4 separate regions of the Mus musculus genome follow, and regions 1, 2 and 3 are each linked to region 4. The links are chromatin contacts, called in public promoter capture Hi-C maps. All regions are on one chromosome and are shown on one strand. Each heading gives the region's core, a stretch centred on a gene start, on an enhancer-like site or on the middle of the called end of the contact. The rest is flanking DNA. Distances are from core to core; before and after follow the strand shown. Region 1 overlaps Uri1 (URI1, prefoldin-like chaperone). Region 2 overlaps Gm30771 (a long non-coding RNA gene). Region 3 has its middle 17 kb from the start of 1600014C10Rik. Region 4 holds the start of Gpatch1 (G patch domain containing 1).

Region 1 (4,195 bases), core at 1,146-3,645, 2.6 Mb before region 4:
GCATTATCTGCTACTGCACTTGTGACTCAGGCTAGCAGCACATGGACTAAGTCGCAAATACATGTAAGATGAAGGTCAGGCAAAGTTTATAGTTAGTGTGGACTTTAGTTGAAATGTATTTTGCTTTGCATACAGTAGTAAAGTCAGTGGTGGTGGAGTCGGCTGTTGAGGAAGATGTAGTGTTGTGGAAATGACAGAAGAGTCAGACTTGACCATGTACATAATTTCAGTGCCAGAAAGTTCGAACAGAATCTCTTGATGGTAACTGTGATTTATTTCTTTACTGTGGAACTTGATTTTTTTTTTTTGAAAGTTTTTGATTTTTTTCTTCTTGTGAATTAATTTTAGGTTCGAATAAATACTGGGAAAAATACCACTTTAAAGTTCAGTGAGAAGAAAGAGGAAGCCAAACGGAAACGAAAGAGTGGTGCCGGCAGTCACGCTACCCACGAGCTGCCTGCCATCAAGAGTCCTGCTGATATTTACAGGTGCGTGATGGTCTTAGTGCCTGCAGACCTCCCCTTCCTTCCCGGTTTGCAGGAGGCTCGCTGACTTGGAGGTTCCCAAAGACTGCAGGCCCCACTGAGAGACTCATAGCCCCCGGGCCACGCGAGGTGTGGGGTGGTTCTTCCTTTGTCCTCTTCAGATGTCACTGAAGAGTTGGAAGCTGGTATTCTTGTCTGTCACAACTGTCATGAGTTTGTCTCGTATTCACCTGTCATAGCAGGGAACAGTTACACTGTCCAGTTTGAAATGCCTACCATTTTATTACCCATATTTACAAACTGGTGAAAATTCCTGGTGTTTTGAAGTAGGTGTATAAAATTCTTTTTGGCAAATCAAGCTGTTCTCACCTGGGACATATAAATAACATGCTGTATTTTATTGGGTCCAAAATTCAGCTTTGAAAAGTAACATAAGGTACATTCAGTGTAGTTGTAAATGTACTCTGACTGTGACATTTAGAGAAGACATTTTAGCAAGGAAACTGAATGGAATTGGTGAGACGTGTGATTCCAGCATTGGGAGGTGGGGGTGGCAGAACCAGGGGTGAAAAGTGAGCTTGGGTTGCATGAGACCCTGCCTCAAACAAACGTCTCAACAAAAACAAGTTGTAGGTTAATTTACAGTTACAAGCCCTTAAAATGGAGTTGTTTTTTGAATGCTGTAGAGTCTTCGTGGATGTTGTGAATGGAGAATATGTTCCTCGCAAGTCAATCCTCAAGTCTCGCAGCCGAGAGAACAGCGTGTGCAGCGACACAAGTGAGAGCAGCGCTGCCGATGTGGAGGACCGGCGGGGGCTCCTGCGGAGCACCAGCTCTGAGGAGGCCGTGGCTACCGAGGCCGGCGGGAGCAGTTTGGACGAACTCCAAGAGAACCACCCCAAGAAGCCTTTGCCCTCAGGAGTGTCTGAGGTGTGTGTCTGTGTCTCTGTGGCATATCTCACAGGCTTGCTCTTTACACTTCAAAGTTCTCAGCTTGTGTTTAAGTTCTGAGGAGGGGAGACGGTCCAAATACTAGGTAGTTTTTAAGAAGTGACTCTCTGGTCTTCATTTTTCTTGATATATAAAGACACATCAAGACATTGTGGTGATATGTATGTCATTTAGTCTCATTTCAGTTGAACATAGTTGGCTTTGATTAGATGAAGTTCCACAAACACTTAGCCACAATGAAAGAGCTTTTTTGGTTTGGGTGACACATCTGACTTGTACCATTGGATTGATTGTCCTAGAATTTTAAAGCTATTTTGATTCACGTTAGTCTTAGCACCTCTAGTTTTTTAGTTTTTACGGGGGCAAAGTGCAATAAAGATCTTGAATAAATAACCTCCCCCCCCAAAGAAATGATGTCAGCATTGGTGAAACGAAGCTTCTGACTGTCAGACAGCAAGGAAGCAAGGGAGCCTGGGCAGAAGCCCGCCTCTTGTGCCCGTGTCGCTTCTGTGTTCACTGATGTTTTCTAGAGAGCTGGAGGTGTCAACCATAAAAAACTCCTTGAATTTGATGGTGTACTTAAGAAAAATAATATTACCTGGTTTCTTTGAACCATTAGTATTTTGATGTTTATTATCCAAAATTCTTGTTACCTTAGTTTAAAAAAAAAGGTCTTGGAAATGAAGGGTAAAGATTTTTGTGTGCGTCTTAGTTATATTTAACACCATATACACATTTGTCTTACAGGCTTTTTCTGGAACTGTAATAGAAAAAGAATTTTTATCACCCTCCCTAGCACCATACTCAGCCATTGCTCACCATGCCCTCCCCACCATTCCAGAGCGAAAAGAAGTTCCATCAGAAGTATCAGAGGAACCCACAAAGAGGGTGTCAAAGTTCAGAGCTGCCCGATTGCAGCAGAGAAGCTAGAGGGCTCCGCCTGCAGCTCCAGCTGCGCTTTAGGACATGCGGCGGATTCGGCCATGGAGTTGGGACGGCGTCCTGCTTGGCTGGGCAGAGCTCTCTCACCTTTATCAGTGGCATTGGGAAAGTCAAAGTAAATGTTTGAATGCTGTAATGTTCTGCTGGCTTCGTTAATTCTGTGACTACTGTCTAATTGGCCTTAGGATGCAGGAATAGCGTTTTGAGTTACTTTTCAAAGAATCCTGTCATATATTGTTTGTGTGTTTTCAACTAAACACAGGCAGTTTCGTACCAGCTGTGATGTTGTGCTTTCCATATGGACCATGTTAAAGACACTTTTAAAATCTCAAATAGATTCAACAATTATATTACTTGCTTTTACATTTTAAAGGCACTTTAAAAAAATCTACATTTCTTGTAGGTTTCACAGCTGTATGGTTCTTTGAAAAATTCTTCCTTTGAATGTCATACTGTAATCTTTAAGGCAAAAAGCTACACAAACCCTTTGGGAAAATTTGACTAGAAGAAGAATATTTTGTACAACTTTTTTTTTTTTGGAAGTAAAATTTTTATGAAACTTGGTTTCTAAAATGTTGTGAACTTCCTGGTTTAGATTGTGTATAAAATGTCTTTGATTTGTGTATAGGCCACACCACAGATTTTCAAAGTTTTCAAGTCCCACGAGCACCTCCTCTCCCCATACACACAGTTGTCATTGGCACCATTCTTTGGGGGGAAAAAGTTTGTCTAGATGCTTTAACACTTTGTTAAAGCACAGGCCTTTTGTTTGTTTGTTTGTTTGTTTTACATTTCAATCTTCCTCACATTTTCATTCTTCAAGGATGCTTTCCTACCAGTAAAAAAAAAGAAAGAAAGAAATATTATATTATATTTACTTGTAGCCAAACTCCTTAAAGAGACATTCAGTCTCAGGTTGACCATTACAGTGCAAGTGTTGATCATTAGCTTGATGCATGCTAAAATGTAGCTTTTAAAAAGCATTCCGCATCAGTACTAAAATAAGCCATCAACCCCAGTCCACCCTCTATTCACGGCTAAATAGTTAGAGGTTATTTATAGCTTCTTTAATGAATTCTTGCTTAAACAAAGTGAAATTATGTCCTAGAAAAGTCGCAGCTGTAACTAGAGCAGTGCCACTGTCAGAGTTTTATGAAATACATGCTTTAATGGTAAAATGGTATGCTAGGGTCCATGCTAGTTAATGGATAATGCAGAACAGGGGACTGAATTGGAAAGGCTGCCTAAAAATATAATAGCTCGGTTTTTCTAGCCGTTGTTGATCATCTGTACACATATTTTGTACTTAAAAACCACTTTTCTTTCCAATCACCTACTCTCAACCAGACTATCCCATCACACCGACTCTAGGCACACCCTGCTCCTTCTCCCTATGAGAGGCGTCCTGTGCTAACCTCCTCCTGATGCAAGCCTCCTTGTGGAACTGTTGGATCTTCAGATGTGTAACTTAAGTGTGCTGTTATTAAACACTTTCTATGTTCATGAACTTATTTTGAGCCTGCTTTATCTATTTGTGTACTTCTTTCAAATTGGTCTGCCTCACAGAACGTGTTCAACGACATGTTTGTGCTTTCTGCTGAAGACCCACATGAAATAGTGTCACTCAGTTTCAGAGTCAGTCTTAACACAGTTTTAAACTGTAACTTGAAACTACACTTTGATTTGTTTGAAGGTAAACTTTATTTTTCTGAGGCATGTTGTCACCCTGGTTGGAATTGAACTTGAAGTCCTCCTAATCCTGGGGTCAGGGGCTGAGACCGCTGGCTTGCATCCAGCTAAGTTCTCTCAGCTCTACT
Region 2 (3,842 bases), core at 415-2,914, 2.8 Mb before region 4:
GGCTCCCAGTGTTTTGGCTTCCATATACCTTTTCCTCAACTTCACTCAGAGTAAAGAGGCAGTCCGAAGGAGGGTCTTCCCTAGCCAAAACTCCAAATTCTCTACAGAAAGCCTTTGTGCACCACGGAGCAAACCACACGGAGTGAGCCCAAAACCCCATGGCTGTTCTGGGAAGCACGGGCACAACACACGTGGTTGAATGTGCAAGGGCACTAGTTAGAGGGCATGGGGAGATTAAAAACAAAAGCATCATCTCAGAGGGACATATTGAGGCTGGAATGTTGGTAAATGAATCTGGAGAAACTGAACAAAACGGAGGCTCAGCAATTTGCCCAAGGTCAGACACTGAGCCTGGCTTCAGGGCCTACAGCTACATTGAGCTGCCTCGGAGCCTTAGCCTTAGATTAATGGAATGTCCCATTAACAAGCTCCTGAACCCTCAAACCCAAAATTGGGAGGGGCCCAGGTATGGGTTTTCAGGGCCGCAGGACCTAGCCGCTTAAGCCTGAAGAGGGCGCGCATTCCTCTCCGGGACTGCTGGCAGCTCAGCCTTTCTGCCTGGAGCACGCTTCCTACCAGTCCCAAGCACTCGGGTCCCCCCTTTTAGGCCTCCTCGGGCCCGCCAGTCCGGGATGACAGCTTGGCTGGGCCCCACGCCTGGACTGCGCCCGGTACGGCGCCTCCCCCCGGTCACGCGGCACAGATGGGAGAGGAGGAGGACGAGGAGGAGAGGAAAGGAGGCCCTTTGGGGCAGAAGGGTAGGAACCCGCTGCACTGGGCGTCGCCTCTGAAAGGGGCTCTGTGCGGCTCGGGGAGAAGAAAGGGGCAAAGAAATGGAGGAGGAGCTGTGTAAGGAGCAGTGATGCAGGCTCAGGTGTCCGGACCCCACCGCAGTGTTCCAGCCACACCCAGACGGAAACCATGGTCGACGGTTTGGCCTGCGCCCGTCTCTAGACTGCTAGCTGGGGGAGCAGGCACCCCTGTCACCTCATTGTGCACGGAGCAATAGGCCTCGCCATGTTAGCCAGACCAAATGTAGCCCTTAGGGCAAGGGCAGAACGTAGGAGTCGGAGCCCAGAACCTCTTGCCACGCAAGCCACAAAGCAAGGCCCAGGAGCCCTGCTGTCCAGGGCAGATCTTGGTGGCGCCACTTTCCAGCCACGTGGCTTGGAGCAAGTTTCTTTACTTCATCTGTGAAATGGGAGAGCGCGCACGTAGTGGGGTTATTATGTAGGGGGGTTTCGTCCCCTAGGGCTGGGCCTGCCTTGGTCACAGCTCTCACCAATGCAGCGGGATAAAGAAACTGAAGTTGGGGACAGAACCAGGCCGCCCCAGTCCCGCGCCGCCCAAGACCTCCATGCGCGCGCGCGCGCGCACCTTACCCGCCTCCTCCTTCGGAACCCGCAGCCCCGCCCTTCTGGCTCAGGCTGAGCTCCACGTGCGGCGTGTTTACACACGTGACTCCAGGGCCCGCCCACCCAGCCTCCGCCTCCGATCCGACCCCGCCCCTGTCCCCGCCCCATGTCCTCTGCGGCTGCGCGGCGTCGAGCTAACGCAAAGCGCCTCTGTAACAGAGCCAAAGCGTAGGTGGATCTCTGGGTAGGCGGGACTTTGGGCCTCCTCGTGGCTTCCTCGCGCACCGCGAGGGGGGCGGGACTGGACGGTCACGGGCGGGGCCAAGTGTGAGCGCAGGCTCTAGGCAGGGCGTCGCGTGGGCGGGGCTGAAGAGAGCTGGGCGGTGGCGCTGGGGTCCGGCGCATGCGCAGGCACACCAAGCTGTACAGCTTTCAGACCTGCTTTCGCCACGTTCCTAGTCCTGCCCCTGTGTAGGCTGAACCAGGTAGAACTAAGAAGGACACATTGACGCCCACATTTCACTGCGTTTTGGGCAAAGACGGGCTCTCCAGGATTCTCTTCCCTTGCCCTCCTGCTATTTCTCCCTTTCTTCTGGATTGGTTCGGTGCAGGCCTGTTGTGGCATCCTGTTTGTCTTTGATACCTTACCAGTCATACCATTGAAGCTCATTACACCTTCTCTTTTTCCTCTCTCCCTCTCTTCCATCTCTCTCCTCCGTTACTTCCCACCCTCTTCTTTCTCTCTCATACTAGGGATTGAACCTAGCCCTGAAGCGAACTGTCCTTGTACCGTACCGCCACCCCACTGGGTCCAAAGAATTTCAGCACCTACATGATGACACAAGTGGAAAATTGCTTCAGTACCGTGCCTGCCTGCCTGCTGCCATTTTTACTTTTTCTTTTTAGAAACCAAGTTTGCCCAGGCCTGCCTTGAAGTCTCTTCGTAGACCCAGGCTAGCCCTGAAGTACCTCTGTTAGGCCCAGGCTGGCCTAGAATTTGTGATCCTTCTGCCTCAGCGTCCCAAATAGCTGATATTTACAGTCAAACCCAGCTTCCGTAAACCCTAAGCAGACTCCGAGATCGTGCTTTATCCCTCACCACTAGCAGACTTCCTCCTAGATGTATCACAAACCCTTTTAAGCCAACATATATGGAGTGAGCCCCTTTTTTCTCTGAACTTTGTGTCACACCCCATTTCTGCAGTGCTTAGCACTGCAATCCACCTTCTCAGGAGGTTAGGCCTCAGACAAAGACAATTAGTCTTGATGACTGAAATTTAAATGCCTTGTAATCTCCCTTCCTAACCAGGGAGCATTCGGGAAACAGAGGTGGCCAGATCTCTAAATTCAAGGCCAGCCTGGTCTACAGAGCTTGTTCCAGGACATCCAGGGCTACACTGAGAATTCTTGTCTTGAGGGGGAAAAGAAAGGATCTCCCCTCCCTTCATTGTCTGCTACACTCATGTCTGTGACTCCAAAAGAGCCTCACACTGTATCTGTTTGGATTTTTAGAAGATCTGCCATCCTGTTTGTCTTTCCTCAAGTCTAGCTAACATTTCTAAATGATTGCATTAATTATCTGTAGGGAGAAATCCAAACCTCTTCATTAAAAGAAAGACAGGAAAAAAGACAAAGGTGTCTTTGGCTCTCCCTCTTGGTTCCAAGACCACCAAAATTATCAAAACTGAGGATACTAAACCTTTACAGAGGATAATGTAGTATCTGCTTATAACCTGTATATAGCGCTCTGTGTCTCTAGAGTATCATACTTAATGCCATAATATATATTATATATTATGCTCTATTGTCTAGGGAAAAACATAATTTGGAATTTTCTATGGAAATTTTCTATGGGATGGTGTGTATGGTATGTATACACCTGCGTGTTCCCATGCAGGTGTGTGTGTGTGTGTTTATGTAGCTGTGTATGCAAGTACTGGTTTGTGTGTATGCTCCTGTGCAGATGTAGATGTGTTTATATGCAACTGAATATGCAGATGGAGGTGTGTTTGTTCACTTTTGTGTGCAGGTGTGTGTGTGTGTGTGTGTGTGTGTGTGTGTGTGTGTTTCAGAGGACTATTTCCTGTGGTGTTCCTCAGGACAGAGTGACTCACTTGCCTAGAAGTTGCCAAGTAGGCTAGTGTGGCTGCCAGCAAGCTCTAGAAATCCTATCTCAGCTCTGAAACAGTGTGTGCAAACTTGGACCCCTGTGTCTGGCTACTGCTTACTTATTTATTTTAAAATGTGGGTTCTGAAGTGCAAACTTAGGTCTTCACTCTTGCAAGGCAAGCCCTTTACTGATGAACTGACAGACTCATCTATCTATCTATCTATCTATCTATCTATCTATCTATCTATCTATCTATCTATCATGCACTCAATTCTCTCATAGAATCAAAGGTTGCTACATCAAATTAGTAGCTGGCTAATCTCCACCCAGCACAGGTCCACATTAAAAAAAAATCAGAAACATTTCTGGCCCGAAGC
Region 3 (3,823 bases), core at 679-3,178, 2.9 Mb before region 4:
AGTGCAATTATGCTGGGAATGGTAGTCCACGCTGTTAGTCCCAGCATATCGGAGGCAGAGGAAGGGGTACTGTTGAGAGTTCAAGGCCAGCTTGGATTACATAATGAGCTCCAAGACAACCAGGATTACATAATGAGACCCTGTCTCAGTCAGTCTGTCACGGGGCTGGAGAAATCCCACTGAGATTAAAGAGCACTGGCTGCTCCTCCAGAAGACCCAGGTTCAATTCTTAGCACCCAAATGGTAGCTCAAACCATCTGTAACTCCAGCTCCATTTGACCCCCTCTCATCTGGCCTTCCTGAGGGCACCTGTACTTACGTGCACAGACATAAATAAATAAAAACTAAAATAAAACTTTAAATATGTACATTGATGTTATATTGTATTATTACATTTGTTACAGGACCTTATCATATATCCCTGGCTGGCCTGGAATTTGCTAATGTAGACCAGGCTGGCTTCAAATTCAGAAATCATTGCCACCACTCCCAAAAAAACTAAATCTAATTTTCTGTTTTTAAGTAAAAATTAAGGCAGCTGGAGAGATGGCTCAGCAGTTGTTTTTTTTTACAAAGGATCTAGGTTCAATTTCTAGCACCCACAGGGCGACTTATAACCGTGCATAACTCCAGTTCCAGAATGCACAAGAATCAGACATGCAATGTGAGCAAAATACTAATGCACATAAAAAATAAAGTCTTAAAACCTTGATAAAAAATTTAAAAGTCTAAAATAATAAAGTGAATGGCTATCACATCAACAACAGAAAAACACCCTTGGTGGAAACCCTTCATCTGCCAAGACTGGGATAGCCAGAACTAACCCCAAGGCTGTGATTCAGCTAGCCAGGGCAGAACTCAGCCTTCTAAGCCACCATTATCTTAATGGCCTCCGAAGCCTTTCCCGGCTAATGAAGCCACTTATCTCCTCCCTCCCAACAAACTGTAGACACCAGACAGACCCAGAATGAGATGAATCCTGGTATTTCTTAATTACCATATGTTGATTGCTCGGAATGAAGAAACATCCAGTTTTGTATGGAAAAAAAAAAAAAAAAGGCTGCAGCAGGAGATCCAGCCTATGTTCTTTCTACTCATGGCGTCTTAAAACCTCAGGAAGTGCTCAAACCCTTTGCACCCTAGCTCATAAACCAAACCCCCGCTGTGGCGGCATCCTGGGCTTTGCATGCTGATCAGTAGAGGGCGCTGCGGCCCGAGCTGCAGAGCAGAACAGCGAGTGCGCAGTTCGCCGCTAGATGGCGCCTCATAATCGTCGCTGAATGGTCGCCTCCAGCCCTAGCCTCCTGCATCCTTCCTTGGCCATGGGGTCTTACTCCTACATCCTTGGCTATGGGACCTCTGCCCTGCATCCTTAGTCATAGTTCCTTCGCCCTGCAGCCCTCCCGCCCCCTTCCTTCCAGGCCCCGGCTGCATCTCCAAACACAGAGTCAAAGTCAAATCTGGCTGAAAATACACCATCTGCCTGTGGGGGAAAAAAAAAATCTCGCTGGCGCTGTCACGTCAGCACCCGACGCAGGTTAATAACCGGCCTCGGAGCAGATGGCTGCTTTTTTATAATTACCGGGTCCCGGTCTTAGCTTACTCCCCTCTGCTTCCTTCCCAGCGGGAGCAGGTGTGTGTCACACCACCGTGTGTGCCCTGCCACCTGCTGCTACCAGCTACTAGTGGAGACACAGCCCTGTAGGGAGTCCCTTCTCAGGGAGGCCTGGACCTAGATTAAACAGCAGAGTTTAATAGAGAGGACACGAGACCAGCACGCCAAAACTTGGAGGGTAAATTCATGAGAGATTTTGATTGAACAACACATACTTTTAAATCCAGCTATTTCGCTCTGGAGGTATCTGTCATAGTCCAAAGATTCTATCACAATCCAAATTTCGAAGATACACAAGCTTGTTCCTGCAGCGCTTGGATGACAGGAACTTGCCTAAAAGGCCACCCTTGCACAATCCCAAATGCTGTAGTATAAAGGATATTGTGTAACCATTGCCAGGGTTTCCAAGAAGTTTAGAATAATTTTTCTTTTTTTTTTAAGATTTATTTTAATTATATGTGTACACTGCAACTGTTTCCAGACACAGTAGAAGAGGGCATCAGATCCTTTTACAGATGGTTGTGAGCCACCATATGGTTGCTGGGAATTAACCACTGGGCTATATCTCTCCAGCCTCAAGGACTGAAGACACATGGTGGTTCACACCTGGCTGTAAATCCAGTTCCAGGGGATCTGACGCCCTCTTCCCGCCCATGTGGACATTAGGCACACCTGTAGTACACTGACATACATGTAAGCCTAACACCCACACACACACAAATACATACATACATTTTAAAAAGAAATATGAAGTTGGTGGTGCATGCTACAGAGGCAGACGGAGTACAGTTCTCTGGACTTTTCTAAGTTTTCAGCAAGAAAAATCAGTTACAAATAAAAGGAGATGAATAGTTTCTAAGAATTGTTCTAAAATACAGAGTTGAAGGTGGGCATGCCTGTAATCTTAGAACATAGGTGGCCGAAGCAGAAGGATAGTAGTTCGAGACAAGCCTTTAACTACACAATGAAACCCTATCTCAAAAATAACTCCAATCTAAACAAAATCAAACCCGTTAAGCCAAGGCCAACCCCCCAGAGCTAACCCCAGGACGAAACCATCTACAGTGGCTGGTTCCGAGCGAATCCAGACTGCTTCCTCTTACTGGTCACATCCTGGCTCCCCCTTTTTTTATATATATATATCTTTTTATTACATATTTTCCTCAATTACATTTCCAATGCTATCCCAAAAGTCCCCCATACCCTCCCCCCCCCCACTCCCCTACCCACCCACACCCCCCCCTTTTTTGCCCTGGCGTTCCCCTGTACTGGGGCATATAAAGTTTGCAAGTCCAATGGGCCTCTCTTTCCAGTGATGGCCGACTAGGCCATCTTTTGATACATATGCAGCTAGAGTCAAGAGCTCCGGGGTACTGGTTAGTTCATAATGTTGTTCCACCTATAGGGTTGCAGATCCCTTTAGCTCCTTGGGTACTTTCTCTAGCTCCTCCATTGGGGGCCCTGTGATCCATCCAATAGCTGACTGTGAGCATCCACTCTGTGTTTGCTAGGCCCCGGCATAGTCTCACAGAGACAGCTACCTCTGGGTCCTTTCTATAAAATCTTGCTAGTGTATGCAATGGTGTCAGCGTTTGGAAGCTGATTATGGGGTGGATCCCTGGATATGGCAGTCTCTACATGGTCCATCCTTTCGTCTCAGCTCTAAACTTTGTCTCTGTAACTCCTTCCATGGGTGTTTTGTTCCCAATTCTAAGGAGGGGCATAGTGTCCACACTTCAGTCTTCATTCTTCTTGAGTTTCATGTGTTTAGCAAATTGTATCCTATATCTTGGGTATCCTAGGTTTTGGGCTAATATCCACTTATCAGTGAGTACATATTGTGTGAGTTCCTTTGTGAATGTGTTACCCCACTCAGGATGATGCCCTCCAGGTCCATCCATTTGGCTAGGAATTTCATAAATTCATTCTTTTTTATAGCTGAGTAGTACTCCATTGTGTAAATGTACCACATTTTCTGTATCCATTCCTCTGTTGAGGGGCATCTGGGTTCTTTCCAGCTTCTGGTTATTATAAATAAGGCTGCTATGAACATAGTGGAGCATGTGTCCTTCTTACCGGTTGGGACATCTTCTGGATATATGCCCAGGAGAGGTATTGCTGATCCTCCAGTAGTACTATGTCCAATTTTCTGAGGAACCGCCAGACTGATTTCCAGAGTGGTTGTACAAGCCTGCAATCCCACCAACA
Region 4 (3,999 bases), core at 1,407-3,906:
TGTTCTTCTCTTTGGTCAAAGAGGCTTCTTTGCTTTCGAGTTTTTTGTTTGTTTGTTTTTGAAGCAGTGTCTTACTTACTATGTAGTCTTGCTGACCTGGAACTCACTATGAAGACCAGGCTGGCCTTGAATTTACAGAGATCTACCTGCTACTGCCTCTCAACTACTGGGGCTAAAGGTGTGTGTCACAGCATCCGGGTCCAGAGGAATCCCGTTCTGTAGTGGGCTGTGGTTAAATCATTCATATCTGGTCAGGGCGATGAAAAGGACTGTTGAGTGCTCAGCCTTACACTGATGTTCAGATTGCTTTCCTCTCAAGCTCAGCTGACACTCTGGAAGAGAGAGCAGAAAGATGGAAAGACTGAGTTCGAGGCCAGCCTGGTCTACAGAGTGAGTTCCAGGACAGCCAGGGCTACACAGAGAAACCCTGTCTCAAAAAAAAAACCAAAAAAAACAAAAAAACAAAAAAAAAAAAAACAAAAAAAAAAAAACAAAAAAAACCCCACAAAACAAAACAAAACAAAACACAAAAAAACAAAACAAAACAAAATAAGAAAGATGGAAAGAGCCAGAGAAATGGTGAGGAGTGTCTTGAAATACTGTCTACTGGCTAGGACAGGGTCATTGCAATCACAAACACAGGAACACATGGCAGCTGTGGCGACTGTACAACACACACACACACTCACACACACCCATGCATGCACGAGAAAGTAGGAGAGGAATTAATTCAGAAGGACATCAGCAGGAGTGGAAAGGGTGTCATGAAATATAATGCGGTACCTGGCAGGCCCATGCCAAGGTGTCCTCCTGAAAAAAATCACAGACATAGTATACGGAAAGTTTATTGTGGGGGAAGGGAAGGGGGGGGCGGGGGGGGGGAGCAGGGACCTGGAGAAGGGGCAGAGGCAGATGGAGCCACAAGGACAGAGAAAGCTGGGATAGAGGACAGAGAGGCCATGTGGGAACATTGGTGAGGAAAGGGAGAGAGAGAAAAGGAGGAAAAAACGGGGGTAGGAATGGGGGTAGGGAGAGAGAGAGATTGAGATTGAGAGAGAGAGGAGGGGTGTGGGTAGGGAGTAGTCCTTGACAGCAAGCTATTGCTAGGTCACTGTTGGGAGGGACATAGAGTTGTCTGTAAGCCAACAAGGGCGGTAAGAAAGGCTTCATTGGGAGTGGCTATGATCAGCGGGCATTGCTGCTTTGTTGCATTGTTATGAGCTTCTCAAAAATTAAAGGAAGGGGCTGGAGCGATGGCTCAGTGATTAAGAGCACTGACTGCTCTTCCTGAGTTCAATTCCCAGTGGTTCACAACCATCTGTTTGTTTGTTTATTTGCTTTCGAGACACTTTCTCTATGTAACAGAGGCCTGGCAGCCCTGGACTCACTTAGACAACTAGGCTGACATTAAACTCATAGAAATCCCCCTGCCTCTGCCTCCTCTGCCTCCTCTGCCTCCTCTGTCTCTGCCTCTGCCTCCTCTGCCTCCTCTGCCTCTGCCTCTGCCTCTGCCTCTGCCTCTGCCTCTGCCTCTGCCTCTGCCTCTGCCTCTGCCTCTGCCTCTGCCTCTGCCTCTGCCTCTGCCTCTTGAGTGCTGAGATTAAAAGTGTGAGTCACCAAGCCAGGCTGAATCACACCCCCCCCCGCCCCCCCACGTCTTGGCCAAGCTTGTGAAGTGAGATAACAGCGCCCATTGGCAGATGTCTGTACCTTAGATTTTCTGAAGGACCTCTCATTCTTAGCCCACTTGGTCTGCTTCTCTCTCTCTTTTCTAATTATTTGATTATTTATTATAGTGTCTCATTGTGTAGTTTAGGCTGATGTCCAGCTCTCTATCCATGCTTGATATCTTGTTTCTTGTCTTTCACCAATTTCCTTAGCGTGCAGGGTTCTGATATTCTCAGGGTCGGCAAATCCTTCCAAAAGTCTAGGAGGGGGCCTCACTTTTGCAAATATAAAGATGACAAGTATATTGTGTGTGAGTGTGTGTGTGGCCCGATTCATACGATGTGCACTAAAGACACATCTGCCTGTTGGTTCCTTCCCATTTCCGGTGTAGAGGGCCAGACAGTGGCCACTGGGCAAGCACTTTTCCGGAAGCTGGTTGGGACCGGTGGAAGATCGGGTTGGCACTTATTGCTGGCTGAGGCAATTAAGCAGGGGCGAAGGAGCCAGTCGCAGGACTGGCTGTACGGAATTACAGAGACTCTGCCCTGCGTCCGAATATTTGGTTTCCAGCATCTTATCGCTGTGTCCTTCCAGTACTCAGGCGCATGGCAGAGCCAGGATGGGGTGTACAGAGACCAATATTGTTTTTGTTGTTTGTTTGTTTTCGTTTTCTTCTTCTTCTTTTTTTTTTTTTCTCGAGACGAGACAGGGTTTTTTTGTGTAGCTTTCATTGTCCTGAAACTTTCTTTGTAGACCAAGCTGGCCTCGAACTCAGAGATTCTCCTGCCTCTGCCTCCTGACTGTTAGGATTAAAGGCGTGCGCTATCACTTCCCGGCACAGATACAAATCTTATCTGCAGTCGGACTTGCATAGGACTATGATTTGCGAGGAGGAGGTGACATTTCCCCCTCAAACAAGTCTTTATAGAATGCTCCAGTTCACAGAAGCGAAACTGAATGTTTTTGGCCTATAGAGGCTCCCGTAGCGAGGGGGCGGAGCCCGGAAGGAGCAGGATGGCGGCGCTGGACAGTGACAGCGACGAGGATCTGATCAGCTATGGAACGGGCCTGGAGCCTCTGGACGAAGGTGCGGGTCCGATGGCCGGCGGTGTCTGAAGGGCGCAGGCTGAGAGTCCAGCACGTGGGCGACAGCGACATCTCGTCCTGGGTCTGGGCTCGCTCGCTGTGGGCACAGGGAACACGCTGGAGAGGCTTGTGCACTGCACTTGGGCGCCGCGTTCTCGGGGGGCAGAGAAGGACGCGGAGGGCTGGGAGATGCAGGAATGACTAGGCAACATGGGTATGATGGAGGGCGGTCAGTCAGTCTCTTGTCCCGAGGCAACGTTTGCACCCGTCCTTGAAAGTAAAAGAAACCAGACCTGGAAAATCTGGGGAGAAACACTTGAGATAGGAAATCCCTTAAAGTGGCAGACAGCTTAGCAGTCTAGGGATAGTCAGGATTCGTGTGGGTGGCCCTTGCCATGGTAAGGAATCTGGAGTGTGTGTGTCCCTGAGGAGGGAACCTCGTGCATTCTAGGCTAGTGTGTTACAACTGAGCTACATATCCAACCCCAAGAATTGGAATCTTTCCTTTTTCTGACAGGGTCTCATGTAACCCATGCTGACATCAAACCCCACTTTATAGCCCAGACTGGACTTGAACTCTTGATCCTCCTATTCTTGTGTAACATGTGCTTGGTTTGCAGCTGTGTGCCGTCACACCCAGCCAGGAGTTTGGCTCTTATACTACGGGTATTGGTTCAGTTTACACAAAGAGAAATGCATTTCTTCCCTTTTACTTTTTTTTTGGGGGGGGGGGAACAGGGCCTTGCTAGCTCCACTTGGCTGGACTCACAGTATTTTAGCAGCCTCTGCCTCTCAGGTGCTGGTGTTAAAGGTGTGTAGTGCCATGCCTGGCAGGATGCATGTTTTAACATTATGTTTGCTTTAATTTTGAGAGTAGTTTCCTTGGGGGGTGGGCAGGAATGAAGCAGGGAGACTGTGGTTGTGTGGACTGGAGAGTTAGCAGCAACAGCTGTTGAGTAGGTTTTGCATGGAGCAGACTTGACCGGTGTTGACTGGAGTTGCTCGTGAAATACAGAAATACAGGGGTGAAGGTAAGATGAAGCAAGGCTCTGTGGCGTTTCCGGTCTGTTTCACTTAATGACTAGGTTTATCTACTGGGTGTCCATACCGCTGATGGGAGTGCTAACATTGTGGGGAAGATAGAGGAGTCACAGTGGTGGACCAGAAGTTACCTGTAGACTTTTGTTGGTGAGGCTTCCCCCCACTGCCGCCTCCTGCTTCCCATCCTGACCTGTTGGCTATACC

What was found. Promoter capture Hi-C pulls out the DNA fragments that hold promoters and counts their contacts.
Region 1: a contact with region 4 is called in a promoter capture Hi-C map of liver, with 3 times the contacts expected there. The contact joins the enhancer-like site here to the promoter of Gpatch1 in region 4. A contact is called at or near these places in 6 of 39 promoter capture datasets (the 3T3-L1 cell line, the C10 cell line, cranial neural crest and 2 more).
Region 2: a contact with region 4 is called in a promoter capture Hi-C map of embryonic stem cells, with 5 times the contacts expected there. The contact joins the enhancer-like site here to the promoter of Gpatch1 in region 4. A contact is called at or near these places in 5 of 39 promoter capture datasets (the 3T3-L1 cell line, embryonic stem cells, hippocampal neurons and 2 more).
Region 3: a contact with region 4 is called in a promoter capture Hi-C map of liver, with 3 times the contacts expected there. The contact joins the enhancer-like site here to the promoter of Gpatch1 in region 4. A contact is called at or near these places in 3 of 39 promoter capture datasets (frontonasal cranial neural crest, hippocampal neurons and liver) and 1 of 115 datasets of contacts at active chromatin or transcription factors (astrocytes).

The regions. Positions count from the first base shown.
Region 1 is chr7:37,959,686-37,963,880 of GRCm38.p6, reverse strand. Uri1 (URI1, prefoldin-like chaperone) reads left to right here. Exons shown (of 11, transcript NM_011274.5): 9 at 349-488; 10 at 1,172-1,415; 11 at 2,184-3,889. The coding sequence ends at 2,366. Among named protein-coding and RNA genes, the nearest start is that of Uri1, 58 kb to the left of the region's middle. Within about 2 kb of position 2,395, at least 9 of the 459 cell types and tissues checked have an H3K27ac peak or open chromatin away from gene starts, as enhancers often do. A contact at or near this core is called in liver, where this site is marked.
Region 2 is chr7:38,082,818-38,086,659 of GRCm38.p6, reverse strand. All of the region lies in intron 3 of Gm30771 (a long non-coding RNA gene), which reads right to left. Among named protein-coding and RNA genes, the nearest start is that of Gm30684, 22 kb to the right of the region's middle. Within about 2 kb of position 1,664, at least 164 of the 459 cell types and tissues checked have an H3K27ac peak or open chromatin away from gene starts, as enhancers often do. A contact at or near this core is called in embryonic stem cells and hippocampal neurons, where this site is marked.
Region 3 is chr7:38,198,541-38,202,363 of GRCm38.p6, reverse strand. No RefSeq gene overlaps it. Among named protein-coding and RNA genes, the nearest start is that of 1600014C10Rik, 17 kb to the right of the region's middle. Within about 2 kb of position 1,928, at least 101 of the 459 cell types and tissues checked have an H3K27ac peak or open chromatin away from gene starts, as enhancers often do. A contact at or near this core is called in hippocampal neurons and liver, where this site is marked.
Region 4 is chr7:35,317,097-35,321,095 of GRCm38.p6, reverse strand. It overlaps Gpatch1 (G patch domain containing 1), which reads left to right and starts at 2,656. Exons shown (of 20, transcript NM_026181.1): 1 at 2,656-2,755. The coding sequence starts at 2,683.